3 separate regions of the Gossypium hirsutum genome follow, and regions 1 and 3 are each linked to region 2. The links are chromatin contacts, called in public Hi-C maps. All regions are on one chromosome and are shown on one strand. The core of a region is the stretch at or near the end of the contact, and the rest is flanking DNA. Distances in the headings are between cores, read along the strand shown.

The links. A called contact is a pair of places that touch in the nucleus more often than the background predicts.
Region 1: a Hi-C map of leaf shows a contact between it and region 2, with 3 times the contacts expected there. The contact joins the promoter of LOC107896575 here to the promoter of LOC107894905 in region 2. A contact is called at or near these places in 8 of 34 Hi-C or Micro-C datasets (callus, fibers, hypocotyl and 1 more).
Region 3: a Hi-C map of leaf shows a contact between it and region 2, with 1.6 times the contacts expected there. The contact joins the enhancer-like site here to the promoter of LOC107894905 in region 2. A contact is called at or near these places in 2 of 34 Hi-C or Micro-C datasets (both in leaf).

What each region holds. Positions count from the first base shown.
Region 1 is chrA13:31,997,844-32,001,029 of Gossypium_hirsutum_v2.1, forward strand. It overlaps LOC107896575, which reads left to right and starts at 1,663. Exons shown (of 6, transcript XM_041085034.1): 1 at 1,663-1,776; 2 at 1,994-2,108; 3 at 2,210-2,282; 4 at 3,104-3,155. The coding sequence starts at 2,013.
Region 2 is chrA13:31,541,129-31,544,251 of Gossypium_hirsutum_v2.1, forward strand. It overlaps LOC107894905 (erlin-2-B), which reads right to left and starts at 1,255. Exons shown (of 9, transcript XM_041084858.1): 1 at 1,034-1,255; 2 at 409-529. The coding sequence starts at 1,147. LOC107894904 (a long non-coding RNA gene) reads right to left here. Exons shown (of 2, transcript XR_001683315.2): 2 at 2,491-2,860.
Region 3 is chrA13:31,958,837-31,961,939 of Gossypium_hirsutum_v2.1, forward strand. No RefSeq gene overlaps it. Among protein-coding and RNA genes, the nearest start is that of LOC107896575, 39 kb to the right of the region's middle. Within about 2 kb of position 1,760, at least 4 of the 9 cell types and tissues checked have an H3K27ac peak or open chromatin away from gene starts, as enhancers often do. A contact at or near this core is called in leaf, where this site is marked.

The sequences.
Region 1 (3,186 bases), core at 413-2,912, 460 kb after region 2:
ATACCTACGGTTTTGCTGTTTAGAATCATATTCCACAAAATTTCCAATGAAATTTCTGAACTATCTAGCAACATTTTTAGAAAATAAACCAGGGGGTAAATCATGTGTTTGTACCCAAAAATACAAGAAAACCAAAGAAACTTGCATCGGATCTTCATCCTCCTTTAAACGATAAAACACCAAAAGGTAATTATTGAACGTCCACATGGCGCCATTGATCACTCTGTCAATATCAAGTGCATGAAAGAATTTGAATAAAAAATGGTTCTCACCCAAATCTGAATTTTGAACTTCCCTCGATGGATGCCAGAGATTTGTCGAAGTGTTTCTCATTGCAGAAAAGTGTATCACACTTGCCGTAATAAAACATCCAACAAGACTGAATTTATAAGCCTTTTTTCTACAACTCAAATCCATCAGAAAATTGCCAAATCTCTTCTTTAACATCTTCTATACTCAACTTAGCAAGGTTTTTTTTTTATTTTTTTCCATTTTCGAAAGCAAAAATAACAAAAGGCAAAGGTGGCATAAAAAATGAAGAAATCAAAAGAAACCGACAAAACAAAGGAACAAAAGACTTGCTACTGTGAACAAAGCGTGTGAGCAAACTTTTGTCCATGCGCATTAAGTTTTAAAAACAATTAAACTTCATAAAATTAATAATTATCATTTTGATTAAAACTAAAAATTTGAAATTTAAAAAAATATAAAAATTAAATTGGTAGTATAGAGATTAATAATAAAATTTAGATGTTGCAATATATGAAATCACGTGCAAGTGTGAAGAGACAATGAAACCATGGTGGTGATATTCTTATAACTAATGATTCCCAACTTTTCCTTATTTAGGTAGGAACGTACCAACTAAAATATGCCTTCTCTTCTTCAACAATGTTTTCAGATAACGAATATTATTGATTATAAACATGGTTAATGAAAAGAATAATACTACGAAATTACAATTATAACATCATATCTCCACCATTATAATTATGCTAAACTCACATGTTCCTGTTTGTGAGGTTTTTAGGGTTTCTATTTTTTGAGAGAATGCCAAAAAGGGAAATCTCAAATGCATAAAAAAAAAATTAATCACAATTATTTATCATAATATTATCCATTATCTTATTTTCTAAAGCATTTTTTGCTGGACACATTTATATGAATAAAATATAAAGAATTAACTCCTCAAATATACTTGAAAAAGAAAAACTAGATTATTGAATTAATCTGTAATTTTATTTTTATTGATATTTTTCATTATATTTATGAATTAAATTTACTACTATGCTTTAATTGTGTATCGAATTTTTTCATTTTACTCGAATTTTACCATTAAATTTTGGTTTTTATTAAACTTTACTAGTTAATTTTAATTTAGAATAATTTGAAGACAAAATTTAATGAAAATATTTTTATATCTTATTTTAATATTTAACAATAATAAGTAAAATAAATACAATACTAAATAAAAATTATTATTTTCTAAAAAACTTATTTTATATATTTTTATTCTTCAAGTATTTATTTCATTAAATACAAAATTTTCAGTTAATTTTTTAATATTTTTTAAATATAAAAATTAAAAAGATTTTTCAAATAATCAAAATTAGAATTGAGCAGTAAAATTTAAGGTAAAGAATTTTTTTTTATTCAAAAATTGTAGTGGAGGCATTGATATAGTTAACACTTTTCATCAAAACTTGCTATTACTTGTAATTGCAGAGGTGTGTTGATGAAATTTTGACGAATTACTAAGGTATTCCAAATTTTGAGGTAAGGAAGCCCAAGGTCTCTTATTTCCCCATGAAATCTGCCAAAATAATGGGCCGTACCAATCGTGGCACAAACAAAAACAAAACTTGGAATGGGAAGTATATTTCGGATCCAGCCCAAGAAAGGGGAAAAAATATTATTAGTTCAAATTTTGTAGTTTAATCTGAAAGATAGTACAAGTAATTTCACCTACTAGTGTTTGTTTTTACGACTGCAGAAAAGTAATTAAAGAGGGGATGGAAGGTGGAAGAGAAAAAGAAGAGGAACAAGATGGCGTTTCCGTACATTCCCCTTGCAAAGCTCCGCCGTCCTCCGCTTCTTCTCTTCCTAAGGTTTCTCTCGCCGTTTAGTTTTTTCTCCGTTTTATGCAATTAATAATCACTTTTTTTGTTGATTTTTATTTAAATTTTATATTTATCTGTTGATTTATTAGGAGCAACAGGAGGTGGAATTGGAACTCAGGCTATTGGAAGCACTTGAAATTTATCCTCCCGTCAAATTACGAGGCACGTTCATCGCTTCTTCTTCTTTTTTTTTTTTAAAAAATTTGTTAATTGTTTTATTATAGGGAGAAGTGCTTTTGTATTTCAGTTTAAATATTGATTCTTAGGAGTTATCTAGAAAAAAAATGAATTGAAATTTCTTTTTCTGGATTCTAATTGTAAAGTTTTATTGGAAATTTGTATTTATGATTCAGTTTGTGAAGTACTTTTTAACATGCTAGTGATGTGATCAATTCAAATGTTGATTCCTTTGATTTTCTTATTGCTGTGGTGAAAAATGGTTAAGCAATACTTTCAGCAAAAACCTTTAATGAATATGTGTTTAGCTGGTAATTGCAGTAAAAAGGTCAGCTTTTTATTTCTAGTTGACTTGATTCTGTATTTGATCTGGTAGTTTTAGAACCTAATGGTGTTTTTTATGTCAATGAGACATTGGCTTAATGGCAAGGTTGAGGCATTAGGAACTTTTAGATTCCAAGTTGAAGTCCCTCATGTGTAAATCATGTATGCGCAAGTTAGTTTGATTGTTGACTTAATTGTTCAGTTCAGTGCTTGTAATGATTGATTTCGATGGAAACTGTTGATATACTTGTAAATTGTAACTTCAAAAAAAAAAATGGTGCTTCATGTATATTGTTTATAGGCCAATGTTAAGCTTTCAAACCCTAGAGCTACTTCAGTTGTTCAAATAACTTATATGTGGTAAATTATTTGGTGCATTTAGCAGTTAATGCACATTTTTATGGTAAAATAACTAGGATTCATTTTTGTCTTTAACAATCTACATTAATGCATAACTTTGAATCTAATTTGCTTCTCCGCAGGCGTGCATCGCCACTTTGTCCTCTATGGTCTGATGGAATTCCTGAGGAAAAGGTTTGTTCTGCCTCCTGTTCTTGCTGCTCCA
Region 2 (3,123 bases), core at 5-2,504:
TCATTTAGTGTCACCATCAATCATATTTTAACTCAGTTAAAAAATTATAAAAAAAAATTATTTACAAAGTAAGTTAGTTGTCTTTTATATTTTTATAAATCAATAAAAAAATTCATAATGAGATTTAAACCTAGAACACCATACATATAAAATTTTTTCATTTACCATTTGAACTAAAATAATTTTTAATTTTCATTTGAAATTTTTATAAGTATATTTATATTCTAAATTTGTATATATTTATGTATATATGAATAATATTATTGATTAAATTAGTGTTAGAAATAATTTTATGTAATAAAATTCCTAATATTAATACTAATTATTTGTTATGTTAATAATTTAGACTGATGGTCCATATTAATAAAAAAAAATTATAATGTGACAAATTAAAGTGCAGGTACTAACCTGGCTCGGTTATTGTTTTTAGAAGAGCCCCACCCTTCCAATAAACACCAACATGGCCTTCAGGGACTTGATGCAAAATGGATAAGCTGTTTCTAGTATACCAACATGATGGCACCATTGCCTGAAAATTCCAATCATGAATTTGGGTGCTAAAATTAGGGTTTTAAATTTTAACAAAGAATCATGCAAACGTATTAATACAAAAAAAATAAAAACTAAACCATACTCATAGTGACTCAATTATCAATAAATTTTGTTGATAAGGATATTTAGGATGGTGAGGAGGAAATCAAATCAAATTCTATTTATAATTATTTTTTTATAATATAAAAACAAATAATTAATATTGAAATTAGTGAAAACAAAATTAAACTACTATATAAAATATTTTTTTTAAAGAAAATATAAAAACTAATAAATTGAACCGATCCGAGCCAATAAATTTAATTTGGTTCTTTTATCTTCGATTACAATTTAATTTTTGAAAAAAAATCAAAATATCGTATAGTAATTGAATTTTTTCTTTTCAATACCATTCTAAACCCAACCCATATTAGATATATGTTCAGATTATGTTGCAATTCCTTAGCATTTACGTGTGAAAACGAAGAATGAAGGCACTTACCGGGGAGGCGATGATAACTATGGAAGCAAAGACAAGCATTGCGGGGATTCCGAAAGAACCGCCGCTTTGAGCCGGGGGAGACGGTGGTGCTGCACTATCTTGTGGAGGATCCATGGCTGTTGAACATAGCAGTATTTTGTTTTCTCTATTTTTCTTTAGGGGAAGCTGCGAAATCTTGAGCACAAAGATTTAGACTCGAAGCTTTAAAGAGCATTGGATTAATGGCGGCGACAAATTTGATATAATTTTGATTCATTTTCAATTAAATTTATAGGAAAGTTCTTCACCTAATTAACTTGGCAAATATATTTATTATTATGATAAATTTAACCTTAATATATATATTAATATTTTTGTTTTAATTCGTTTTTTACTTTCATCCTCAATTCTTTTTATATATAGTATCAGAGTTAGGAGATGAGAGTAACACAGTTTGAACCCGTGTCAAACCGATGTTTAACAAGAGTTTTAACCATTATTTCATTCAAGTCAAGACTTGATCTTCAACTTTTAAAGTTCAATCAAATTGTCTTTTACGAAAAAACTTATTAAACTGTTAAAATTTGAACAATATTGACGTGACAATCTGCATGGTATTCCTTTTGCACATTATTTTTTTATGTGAATACCTTTTTGGATTTTTATGAGATACATGAAGATTACCACTTGGGTTGGGCTGTCACTGTCAATACCATTAACTTCTAATAGTTTAATCAATATTATTATTTAAAAAAGATTAAAGATCAAAGTGATAAAAAGAGAATTAGGAATAAACTAATAAAATAATAAATATTAAGTTAAATTTGATATTATGCTTAAATTAAAATAAGATGCATCTACTAACCCTAAATCTAAGAAATTGCACGTTCGCTGCATAGAAATAGCATTTTAGAAAAAAAGAAAACGAAAAGAAGAAAAAACAATAGTCGACTTGTTTGTTTGTTGACTTGAAGTTTTAATTTTCACTTAAGAGAAAGAAAAAAAAAAATAAGACCAAGAATTTGCTAGAAATATAAATCAATGGATAATGCAATTCAAGGAAATTGCCCCTTTTACTTTTATTATTATTTTTATATTAAAAATAGGTGAAAATTATATCCACAACTAAAATAATTTAGACTTTGGGTTAAAATTAGTCATTTTTAAGTCATAAATTTATAGATATGTTTAAATAAAAAGATTATCAATATCCTTTTTATTTACATTAAGAAAGAATAAAAGCAATATTGCAACTTACATTCTAAATTTTATTTGTTGGTAATTTAAAAGAATATTTTCAGTTGTAAAAAATATTTTAACGGTTGTAGAAAATATTTTTAAAATATTTTTGGTTGAAGAAAATTCTCTGTTATTTTTGAAAAATGACAATGCTATTTTATCATTTTACCCTTCAAAAAACCATATAAATAGGAGGTTATTTTCCTTAATTTTCACAGAACAGAATAAGAGAAAAACAGTGAGAAAAACAACTCTCATCTTTCTATTCTATAAATTTTCGTGTTTTGTGAAATTACACGAGAAGGAAATTTTGTCTAGGAGATTAGGTTTTAAGCGGGACCATCTGTGACGTTTCTAATCTTTCCTGAGAATTGAACTTAGTATGGTTGTACAAGCCCAATTTTGGGCCCAAAACCCCTAAACCCACTAAGCCTAAAACCTAACAAAACCTACCCAAACCCCAAACGAGCCCAATATCCACTAAAACTACAAGCCCAAATACAACTTAAAATCAGAAAGAAAACCCTAGCCTTTTGACACCTCTGCACCGCAGCCTGGCCACCGCCAAGGGTCATGTCCACCGCCACTGTCCCCTCACTGCCCGTTTACCTGCAAGAAGAACAGAGTAATTAATTGAGAAGCAAGTTGTAGAGAAATAGGGCTATAAAGAGCCAAACAATAACCATTGTACATGGGGATTTTTTTGGTGAAAAATAAAAAGCAATTTTTGATTTTAAACAATAGCAAGAACAGAGACCACAGTAATATCAAAAGGCAAAAAAACAGTCCAAGCAAAGAATCGAAACCTAATAATCCAAGGTGATTTCATTCGATTACCATCATTATTTTCTTTCTTTTTTAACCTATTTATT
Region 3 (3,103 bases), core at 510-3,009, 420 kb after region 2:
CATTTTAGCCACAATTTCATTTTGCAAATCAAGTACCCCTCGTTTCATCAAGCTATTATCTTTAAGTACCATTTAGTCAATAATGCTTGTTTATTCTTATCTCACCTTATTTTTATATTATTAACTAGAAATTTATCACCTATTAATCTCAAATATTCACTTATCTAATTTGAGGACTAAATGGCCAAAATATTTTTGAGGACTAAATTTGTTCATGGCCAAGTTACTTGCCTAAACCCAAAGTCCTACTTAAAATTTGGAAGGGTTTGGATAAAAATATCAGGCTAAAAAAATGAGCTTAGACAAAAAAAATAAAAATTAGACTCATATAAAATATGGGTTGGGCTTGGGCTCAAACATTTAAGGCCTGAGCCTGGCCCAGTTTAGCTCATTTTCAATATTTATAATATATTATATTATGTTATTTTTATTTATTATATAATTTATAACACATGAAAATTAAATTAATAATAATATATAAAATTATAATGTAAATATTTAAAAAATGCAAAAGATGTCTATATATAAAATTTTAATAAATGAAAAACAATAAAATTATTAAATATTTAATTAAAAATAATATATATTTTTAAAATTTTCAAAAAGTAAAATTGGGTGAGCTTAAAATGGGCTCGATGGACTTAAGCAAAATTTTAGGATCATATTTTGAATCAACCCAACTTGAACAAGTATAAAATATACTAATATCATATTTAAATCTAACCAAACCTAACCCAATCTATTAACACCTCTATTGAATATTATCAATAAATTATATTATCGATTTAACTTAATAAAATTTGAATAAAAGCCAAATATATTCGTAATAAAAAAAAAAACTTTCAATCAGATATTACAATCTGGCTATAGGTGTGGTATAGAAAGTGCCAACATCAATTCTCATGTACTGTGATACATTGCAGCTTATGCACCAACAATGTCAATGCATTATTTGGAACAGGTGAAATTGCCAAAGGCTTCTTCATTAGAGGTGGGATGAGATTAGGGAAAAATCTTCTGTAAAAAAATTGTGAAGATCTTACCCATCATAGCACCCATGGGAATCGGGATCCATAAAGATCCTAAGACTTGAACACTAATATCATCATTCACTATAATTCAAAGAAAAAATATCATTCACCTAAATTAGATGAAAGTTAGAATAGCAAAAATAAACACCCAAAATAGTTAATCATGTAGTACTTTATATCAGGCCATAAAAAATTTTCTTAAGATACATGTAAAAAGGAAAAAAAAAAATTATTCTTCATACCGAATAAAGCTAGTTGGGTTATTAAAAAAAAATCAGATGGTAGAAAATGGGTTGTCAATGCTTAAATTCAATTTTAAATTTTATTAAAAGTTTACTTGTTGGGTCTAGTGATAAGGAGCTCAATTTTTTTGTATAAAATTTTTAATTTCAAATTTTGTGAAAGAAAAAAAAAGTAACATTGTGATAACTAGTCTACTATTAAAAATTTTATTCAACTGGATTCTAAATTTAATTGAAATCTAAAAAATAAAAAAAATAAAAATTTAAAACGAGAAAAGATTATATGAAGTAATGAATAAATCTTAAGTTAATATATGTAACATTAGTACTATATAAGAGAAAAAAAAAAACAAGGTTAGGTCGGAAAAGGAAATGGAAGGAAGTATTAGTTTGAAAATGAGTGGTTGATTTTTTATTTTGATGGGGTCTCTAAAGGTGTTGATTGGGGGGTTGAAATTCCTTACCCTTATAAACAAAAAATAATTGGACCACCTCCTTGTTAGACACTTTTCAGCCTATACCCAAAAGATGCCTTCTTTCTTCTCTCTCATGGGGTTTTTATTTTTATACAAAAAGGGGTTTGTTAAATATTGCCTTCTAAAAGTAACACTATTATTGCTAACTAATTGGGTTAAATTTGGGTTTGTTTTGTTTTTGTTTTTGTTCCTTGCAGCATATACATGGCCAGCTGGTTTTTGTTCCAATGGCAAAGTTCATCGACAAGATTTGCCCTTTGTGACAGGAGGGACAATGTGCCATGTTGCTATTACAAAATGTTTAATTTAGAAAAAAAAATATGTTTTTAAACAAATATAAGTACTTTCATTATGGAAAATTTTGAAATGTCAAAGAAAAAACTAACTGATTCAATACCAATAAAATAATTTAATTGAATTAATCGAACTAATCATACTAATAAAATAATGACCTGACTGATTCATCTATTTAAAATATCCGTATTTAAAGTCATAAGAAAAGAATTTGGATAAACATCCTAGAGTCACTCATGCTAACAAGAAAAGCCAGATATATTAATGCTTTTACAGGTCAAATTCATGATCAGTGGTACCAAACAATTTGGACATTGTTATTTACAAGTTAAAATCTTCTATTAGATTATGTATAATAGATAAATTGCAATTTTACTTCAATTAGTCACACTTATTTTTTATATTTTTTAAATTTTAAAATTTCAATTAAATTTATTTAGTTAAATTTTTCTATTAGTTTTATATTATGCCTAAGTCATGAATTTAATTCATATTTTTTAGTTTAACTATTTTTTAGGCTCCATGCTTTTTAAAATTTTAAAATTTCAATCATGACTCAAATGACAATCATTAAAATTATTAATTACTTTTTTGTGAGCATTGTATGAAAGTAATAAATTGACATAATATTATAGAAGTGATAATTATTTGGAGCATTAAGTTCTTTTTTTTTTTTGAAGATAATAGTTGAATTTTATTAAAATAATTAAAAAACAGTTCACAACAAAAAATAAAAATAAACAAAAGTAGGGAGTTGATGTAACAGCTTAATTTTTAGTAGTGTTAGAAATAGTAATTTAAGATCACTAAATTCGACGAGTGAGTTTGAAAATTTTATTATTATTTAATAATTATGAGTCAGGTGTGATTTTAGAAATATTATTGAATTAGTGAAATTGTGATTTAAAAGAATTATTAGGTTAATTACTCTAAAACACAAGGTATCGAGACCTCGATTTCATAAACCAAGCTATAAATATTTTTAGAAATATTTATGGAGTATCATTGAGTTGGTATTAAAGATTCGTTAGAAAATTTTAACGTTTTGACATTTAATTAA